Regions from separate parts of the Sus scrofa genome. Here region 1 is linked to region 2. The links are chromatin contacts, called in public HiChIP or PLAC-seq maps. All regions are on one chromosome and are shown on one strand. The core of a region is the stretch at or near the end of the contact, and the rest is flanking DNA. Distances in the headings are between cores, read along the strand shown. Region 1 holds the start of TMPPE (transmembrane protein with metallophosphoesterase domain). Region 2 holds the start of CCR4 (C-C chemokine receptor type 4).

Region 1 (4,377 bases), core at 172-2,671, 120 kb after region 2:
GACCCAGGGGGCTGCCCGGTCCCCTAGCTCCTCCCCCATGAATCCTCATCCCTCCTCTCTCGCAATTCTCTGAGATATCAGTTAATGACCTGTTTTCCCCCATCCATCTTTCTCTGCCACCGTGCCCTTGAACAGTTCTTATGTGGTTCTCAGAGGGAGCTAGTTCCCACGCCAGCGTAGGGTAGGGGAGTCACAGACTGGGGCAGCGGCTGTTCATTTGAGGTGACCCTTTTCCCAAGAAGAATCCAAAATAAAAACATTTTCGGCAGTTCTTTTACAAATACTTAAGATTTTCAACCTCGATTTTAGATAAATGTAGTTGCGTTTTTTGTTTGTTTTTTTTTCTGCTCCAGAAACTTTACCAAAAGCCTTTTATTAAAGGGTGTCACAGTGGGCCCGAAGTTCACCAGCTTCTACTTAAAAACAAGCCCCAGACTCAGTCTACCTGAACTCTGGAGACCAAAGTGGTTCTCTGACGGTGTAGAGGGACAGGTGCCCGTTTTAATTCCTCGCTCTCTCCTCCCCCAATCCCCCCACCTTTCCGCGGTCGTGACGCTGACCTCCCCAGGAGGATTCGGATGTCCCGTGGCCCCTGCCTTAGCTCTGCCGGGTGGACCGAGGCTGTCCTCCTCCAATCGTGCACACATCCCCCTACCCCCGCAACACACACACATACACACACCTCGCCCGGCCAGATCTCCCTCAAGCAACGCTGCTGCCTCTTGCCCAGCGCCAAACTCTGAAAGTTTGGAAAATCCGGGACAAAAACGTAGGCGGCGGGAATCGGCGAGAAGGACGCGAGATAAAGAGACCACCTAGAAGGAAATTAACCCAATGTTCCCATTGCGGGGGCCTCTCCTGACCCGATTTTCTCCTTCCGGAGCGCTCCGCAGAGCACAAATTGCAAGGGAGGGCGAGCCAAGCCAGAGCCCGAGGCGCCTGTCAAGACGCGCGCTACTTGGAATCCACCCCCACCTCTCGCCAAGACCTCAAAGTTGGAAAGCACCTCATCTCAGCCTCTCCGTGCATTGGTAGGGTAAGTGGGTCCCAACGAAGGAGGCGGCGAGGGCGGGAATACGCGAGCGACAAAGCCACCGGGAAGGACGCGCGCCCCGCCCGCCTCTGACGGGAGGGCCGGCCCACTGCCTGCGCTCCTCCGGTTTCCGGAGCCCGGGCGCGCCCCAGGACCCCCGGCTCACTGGGACCCCGAGTGGCCCCAGCCCCAACCCAGTCCCCGCCAGCCTGTCCCCAGTCCATCATTCCCGCGTGGGGAGGGTGCCTGTGGACTTACTTTCAAGCCACCCCCAGAGCCCAGCATCAGCGGCACCAGCAGCAGGGAGAGGATGTGAACGACCCCCGGCATATCCACCCTCCGGCCTCCAGGCCTCCCGGGTCCGCAGTCAGCGCCGGGACGGCCGCTCGGCGCCCGGCGTTTGAGGACCCGTGGCCTGGCCCCGCCCCGCGCCGGCTCCGCCCGGCGCCCCGCCTGCCTGCCGCCGAGCCCTAAACCCCGGAGGCGCAAGCCGCGTGACTCTAGGAAAGTGTTATCTGGCCTCTGCCGGAGGGAGGGGCCTTTCTCGAACTCTGGAGGCCTCGCTGTCTGCGCTTGGGGTTGGACTTTGACCAAAGGCTTCTTGCTCCCAGGCTCCCTTGACAGGGCAGAAGGGAGAAACTGAGGCAAAATAAACCTAAGTGGACTAGATCGACTCCCGGCCCCACATACAGACCTGTCCGGAAAACTAAAGCAGGGGCCCACAAAATAAGGTTCCTGGACCAAGCGTGTATCTGGTACATGTTGATAATGGAAATAACAGGTCCTTGTCCAGGAAACTCCTAGGAGTAGTGTCCAGAAACCTGTGATACTACAAACCCTCCATGTTATTTGGTTGCACGCTCAAGTTTGAGAACCACTGTTTTAGGTTACTGATAAATTTAGAGTTGGCAAAATCTTTGCAAATGCCAACCCTCCAAGCACCAGAGTCTGCAGAATTTTTATTTCATCTTTGGGTCTTGGGAGAGTAGCAACACCTCTCCCCCTTTCTGCACTTGAGCCTTCCAGTAAGGCCGGCGTTATCTTTTTTACATTTGGGAAAATGAAGGCTCTTCCGTGTGAGTTAGCTTGTCCAGGGCCGCTGGTTACCACCAGATCTGAGTCTGAAGTTGTCTTTTCCTACCTGGTTGTTTGAACTCTCTGAAAATCCTCCCTTTCTTCCCACCACTGCAGGAGTCTCACATTTCACCAAAATTGAATTTCAGAGGAAGGAGCCTTTAGGGAAATAGCTTTATGTATACTTTTCCCAGCTTTATTGGGATATAAGTGACATTCCACAAAACTGACTCGTTTTAAATATTTTCAACTTTGAGTTAACTTAGTTTTGAAAAATAAAAATATACGATTAAATTATGCTGTCTCTTGACAGACTCCTTGACTAAACTTTAATTAGGACCCTCTGACTAGAGATTCTTCTAGATTAAATTTGATCTGGACCTTGGCCTTCTGTGTCTGTCCTATCCATGCCCAGCCTGCATTGTCCAGTCTTAGCAAAGAATCTTGTTAAGTCAATTTATGGACCGTCTCCCAATTCTTGATGTCTGATCAAATTCCTCATCCCTACCCCACCTTCCTTGGACCTACCTTTAACAAGAATCCCTTGAGATCTCCTCTTATAATTTTCCATCTACTAGGCCCTCCTTTTGCTGGATATAAATCCCCAGCTGTCTTAGCTGTACTTAGAATGGAGACCCATTCCTTCCCATCCATGGCAGTAGAGGTGACCCCTGTAGGAAATGATACCATTTTAGCAAGTGTAAGAATAATTTTTTTGGAGTTCCCATCGTGGCGCAGTGGTTAACGAATCCGACTAGGAACCATGAGGTTTCGGGTTCGGTCCCTGCCCTTGCTCAGTGGGTTAATGATCTGGCGTTGCCGTGAGTTGTGGTGTAGGTTGCAGATGCAGCTTGGATCCCGTGTTGCTGTGGCTCTGGCGTAGGCCAGTGGCTACAGCTCCGATTGGACCCCTAGCCTGGGAACCTCCATATGCCTCAGGAGCGGCCCAAAGAAATAGCAAAAAGACAAAAAAAAAAAAAAAAAAAAAGAATAATTTTTTCTTAAATTGTATTATTGACAACTTCTGACTCTTTAAAAAACTTAGTTTGATTCTTAAACAGTGGAAGTGATGATTATAGAAGTCAAGAATTGTTGTTACTTGTGAGATAAGGGCCTGAGATTGGGAGAGGCCAACAAAGTTTTGTTTCTTGAACTAGAGGGTAGTTACAAGGGTATTCACCATAATATAACTCAATTCATCATTTATTTGTTTTGTGTCGCTTTCTATGTTTTTAAAATAAGTTTAGAAGTCATTTTTTACTTTTAATAAGTTAAAAAAAAAAACCATAGCTGTGTTCAAAAAAACCTTGTAGGAGTTCCCACTGTTTTGCAGCGGGATTGACTGTGTCTTAGGAATGCTGAGATGCAGATTCAATCCCCAGCCTGGCACAGTGAGTTAGGGATGACAGGGAACCTGTGGCTTAGGGCGCAACTTTTAGTTAACTTAGTTTTGAAAAATAAAAATATATGATTACATTATGTGTTTAATTTCAGATTAAACACATCTCGGATCTGATCCCTGGCCTGGGAACTCCATATACCAAGGGGCGGCCAAAAAAGAAAATCAAACAAACAAAAAGAACCTTTTATATTGTGTAACAAAAGAGCTAAAATTCCATTTGCTCATTCCTTTCTCCTTTCCCACTGGGCGTTTCCTCTGGAGACTGAGAAACTGGCTTTCCTTTCTCAGGTTCTTTTCATGCCTGAAATGCAGAGTCCCTCTCCTTGTCCTGTGGAAGTCCTTTCCACACTCAGCAAGCCTGGGGGCAGGCACACCTAAGTTGGAATTTGAACTCTACTGCTTGATGTCTCAATGACTGTAGGCAAGTTACTTAACCTCTCTGAGCACTAGTTCCTTCACTGGTAAAATAGGGGTAATGATATGGAACTTATTGGGTCATTGGGGAAGTTAGCAAGGGTGATGACTGTAGGACATTTGGCACATATAAGAATTTTTTTTTTTTCTTTTGCAATTTGTCATTTTAGGGCCACACGCACGTCATATGGAGGTTCCCAGGCTAGGGGTCTAATCGGAGCTGTAGCCATTGGCCTACACCACAGCCACAGCAACACGGGGTCCAAGCCTCATCTGCGACCTACACCACAGCTCATGGCAACGCTGGATCCTTAACCCACTGAGTGAGGCCAGGGATCAAACCCACATTCTCACGGATCTTAGTCAGGTTTCTTAACCACTGAGCCACGACGGAAACTCCCACATACAGGATGTTAATTAGGCCTGTAGGTTAATTCCTTGATTTTGATTAGGG
Region 2 (4,216 bases), core at 1,367-3,866:
TACACTCCTGCCCCTTCTCTGGGTTCTTATTTGCCTAGCCAGGAAATACTAAAATTTGATCCATTTATGTGGGAGGAGGGTGGCAACGGATATTATTTAGTTTTGAAAACCTTACTGGAGGTAAAACGTATTTAATGTTTCTCCAGGATAGTGTCATTATTACTGTGTAAACCTGAAGACTGACTTTCTTCAGGGCAGTAGTATTTGTAACTTGGAAACCTGAAGTCTGCTTTTAACCTGAACACTGACTCAGAAATTAAATGTGCCCACTGAGTCTAAACTGAAATATTTCCTGGATTCCTAGTTAGGGCTAAGGGCAACATGCCAGCCATTTGAAGAGAGGGAGCTATTCCTGTGCGTTTTATTTAACCTACTAATTTTCACAACTAGTGTCATTTTGAGCACCTGTCTGTACGAGACATCATGCTAAGTGCTTTACAAACATTAGCTCATTAATCCTCTCACAATGCTCATGCATTATCACCCCTTTTTATAGATGAGAAAATTGAGGTTCACATAGCTAGTTAGTGGTGGCACTGAGATCCAACCCGGACTGAGCAGGCCTCAAAACAAGTGCCCTCAGCCAACATGGACCCTGGAGCTCAGGCTTACCCCCGTTGGTGGGGCTGGGTGTCTGTCATGTGGCCAGTGAGTCAAGGGAGTGCCCGCTGGCTTTAAGGGACCATCTGCAGACGCACAATGACCAGTGATCACTGATGATGATTTGGACCTCTAGATATCATCCATTCATACTGCTCCTCTCCCTCCATGGAGGTGTCCATGGTGACTTAGGCGACACGCTCAGATGAACTCGCCCAGGGCAACTTGTCCCTAGATGCCTCTAATTCCATGGTGAAACCTTCCTCTGGCTTTATGTTTCCAAAAAACATGTTCATTTTATAAGTTACTCTGTATAATGGACATAGATTCACTGGTCAGATTCTTACCAGATTAGGTCATATGCACCCCTGCTTGGGCCCTAGCCTGGCCAAGGCCCCCTGCCTGGGTGGGGAAGTTTTTCCGGTTTGCACATCCAAAAACAAAACAGAAGCTGAGATGGGTGCAGCACAAGCTTTATTCAATGGCCAGGGAATGGGGAAATGGGAACTTAGTTCACAGGTCAGCGTCAGCCCATATGGCACAGCTTCAGGTCCTGGCTGCTTGGTAGGTGTGTCATTTAGTAGATGATGTGGTAAAATCAGTATAGAATGAGGCTCAGAGGCTGCTGGAGGGCAGATTCATCTTGGTTCCAGCTGGGTCCATCTGGGCTTTTTTTTTCTCTTCCTATAGCTTCCTTTCTTTGTCTCTTGACCCTGTTACTTAAAAGATATATGCTAGTTCCTATCTAAGGGAGGGATTGCCAGAATTTGAGCAAGGATCTGGTGTCAGCTCTGGAAACAAAACATATTGTGGACATTTTTACTCTATGTCTCCTTCCAGAGTTCATGATAATATTAGCACTGGAAAGCACTACAGTAAGGAACTGTGTTTAACCCGCACCCAAGGCCAGCATTCCTCAAGCTTACTTGGCCACAGATCTCCATTTCTTTTTCACAAAATTTCTGTGAATCTGGCTCCACATTTCACACAGGGAAGCACTGTTCTAGCTCAAGATTCTTGACCTCCAAAACAAATCTTACTCTTTTATATATAAAGCATATATGTATGCATAAAAAGCAGATTTACAATTTATCTATGGTATTAAAATTTCATGGGAAAGTGATTAGGAAAAACTAATCTGAAGAGACCCCTTAGGAGGAGTGATAATGAAAAAAGCATTGATAAACACTACTCTACTCAGTTTTTCAGTTTTTATTCATGCAAATTCCTCAGGAAAATTGAAATTTGTGGCTCTTTTAAGCTGAACCAAAGAGCCAAGCAATTGTAGACACACAGAAGGAAATGCTGGGAGCTCACAGAAGCCAAGGATACTAGGTAGAAAAGACTTGGGACTGGTGTCAGCCCCTTTGCTACGATTGGTACACAAACCCAAAGAATCTTTCAGCCAGGATCATTGTCAGGGGAAGCTCCACTGAGTAGAAAGGGCCTGAGGCAGAAAGGGCATTGAGCCCCTGTTGTGAAGGAGGCTCAGAGCTCAGTCCTCATGGCACTTTACACCAGACTGAGGACTTGTCATTTATTGAATGTGGTTGAGTAGACCCTCCGCATCACTGTCAGATGCACACATTTGAATACATTTTTCTCTTCTCTACTCCTGACTGTCCTTATTTGGAGTAAATCTGGCCTCTCACTCTGACCTCTTCAGATCCCACTGTTTAGAGTATCTTGATTGCTGGCTACTGTACATCCATGATGGGAAAATAAATAAATAGCCCACTGATCCAGAATATAAAGATCATTTCTGCTGTACATACCCAGCTGAGATGAAAAAAATTAAGTTAAAAATCCAACAAATTTTAAAACTTTAAAAACTTTTTAGAGTTTTTTTTTAATTTGTAAATTTTTTTAATTTTAAAAAAGTTTCTCTTTTTAAAAACTTACTTCAGGGGTGTTCCCTGGTAGTCTGGTGGTTAGGACTTGGCGCTTTTGCTGCTGCAGCCCCAAGTTCAGTCCCTGGTCTAGGAACTGAGATTCCACATCAAGCCATTGGATGCTGTGGCCAAAAACAAAAAACGAATAAGAAACCTCCCCTCATTTTCCTCCCTCATCTAACAGAGGGCAAAGCTTCCTAGCTTTCTGTTTTGGGAAATGAGTGACTAAGAGTTTAACCTGAACCCAAGCTAAGAGTCACTCTTTTTCTGCTTCTTACTTCTATCAAAAAACCCCACTTGCACTCATCGTAGATGAGTGAGGGATAGAGCTGGTGCTCACAGGAAGCCACGCGCCCTTCAAAGGCACCTGTCTTTCTTAGCATCACGCTTCTTGAGCAAGCCGGGCACTGCCTCGCAGACCTTCCTTGGAGCCACTTTAAGACAAGCAAGGTAAGTGGGGGTGGGACCATTCTCAAGGTCTCAGGCCAAGTGCTGCTTGGTCCACAGGTGTCTGGACCCTGGAAGCACTGAAAGCTGCCCAGCCACGCAGCCAGCCCATCACTCGGGCAACCTGGTCATTCTGCCTGTCATTCTAGTTGGCCTCTCTCCCGCAGCTTGCTTATAACCTACCTGTGCCCACACACTCAGAGCCCTCATCTGACCGGCTCTTACACATACACAGGGCTCTCTTCTGCACACATCTGGCCTAAGCCACATGCTCGGAACACGGATAATTTTCACTCAACATAAACACTTCTCTGCTTCTTGCTTCTATCAAGACACCCCTGGTCAAGAAAGACCAGGCCACAGAATGATTTCAGACATTTAACAGCCGTGTTGACTTTTGTTTCTTTTCCTGATAATTTCCTAACTCATCAACTTCTTCTATCCCTTTCATTTGCACTAGTAAAATGGTAGAGAAAGATTAGAATTATTGTTTAACTAGAGTCCATAACATTTAACAGTTTGTTTGTTTGTTTGTTTTGGCTTTTTTCTTTTCTTTTCTCTCTCTTTTTTTTTTTTTTTTTTTTTTGGAGACCCTGTGATGCCCCAGATGTTCAGCATCCATTGCAGGAAGAAATCAAAACCTCTCCCTTGAGAAACACATAGTTTTGGTGTTTGGGTGTGTGGTGTTCAGGGTGGGACGTAGGGAGTGGAATAGATGTGAATTATCGAACAATTTGTAAAAATGATTTTAATGAGTATCAGGGAGCCATTAAGAAGAATACAAGAGGAGGTGGTCTTGAGTCAGAAAGCCTCCTCCCTGGATTGCTCTGATTCACACGTGAACATGTGAAGGTTTTAACCTCCTCATCTGCTGATTTAGATAGGAAATGAGGGTGGTGTGAGCGTGCGTGTGTGTAAGGTTAAGAAAGTTTTAACCTCAGCTGCCAGTTTGATAGGAAATGAGCATGGTTGGGGAGGTAGAGATTTTATTTCTGTCTGTGATGTGCCTTTTCTAGATTTTTGTCCCACTAATTCCCACTCTGATAAAATTCAGTGCGTAAGATGCATTTTTATATGCGATTTTGATGAAAGACCAAAATTTCCCCTCATTTTACCTAACTGAATACTGCATCCTTCCGTGGGGCCTTGAAAATACATTTGCTGTGTTAGTGTCAAGTTGGCCCACATGTGTCCCGGCTAAGACAGGACTCTGTAGTGAACATGGGGCTGGGTGTGGCGAGCTGGGGCTACCTGTGCCAGCTCTCAGGAGCTGATGG

What was found. HiChIP or PLAC-seq counts read pairs in DNA pulled down with a chosen protein or histone mark.
Region 1: a contact with region 2 is called in an H3K27ac HiChIP or PLAC-seq map of alveolar macrophages. The contact joins the promoter of TMPPE here to the promoter of CCR4 in region 2. A contact is called at or near these places in 1 of 5 promoter capture datasets (liver), 2 of 47 Hi-C or Micro-C datasets (both in blood) and 1 of 2 datasets of contacts at active chromatin or transcription factors (alveolar macrophages).

The regions. Positions count from the first base shown.
Region 1 is chr13:18,977,487-18,981,863 of Sscrofa11.1, forward strand. It overlaps TMPPE (transmembrane protein with metallophosphoesterase domain), which reads right to left and starts at 1,422. Exons shown (of 3, transcript XM_021071556.1): 1 at 1,292-1,422. GLB1 (beta-galactosidase) reads right to left here and starts at 1,513. Exons shown (of 17, transcript XM_021071553.1): 1 at 1,292-1,513. The coding sequence starts at 1,363. LOC106508320 (a long non-coding RNA gene) reads left to right here and starts at 30. Exons shown (of 3, transcript XR_002338195.1): 1 at 30-1,036.
Region 2 is chr13:18,857,980-18,862,195 of Sscrofa11.1, forward strand. CCR4 (C-C chemokine receptor type 4) reads left to right here and starts at 2,617. Exons shown (of 2, transcript XM_005658814.3): 1 at 2,617-2,942.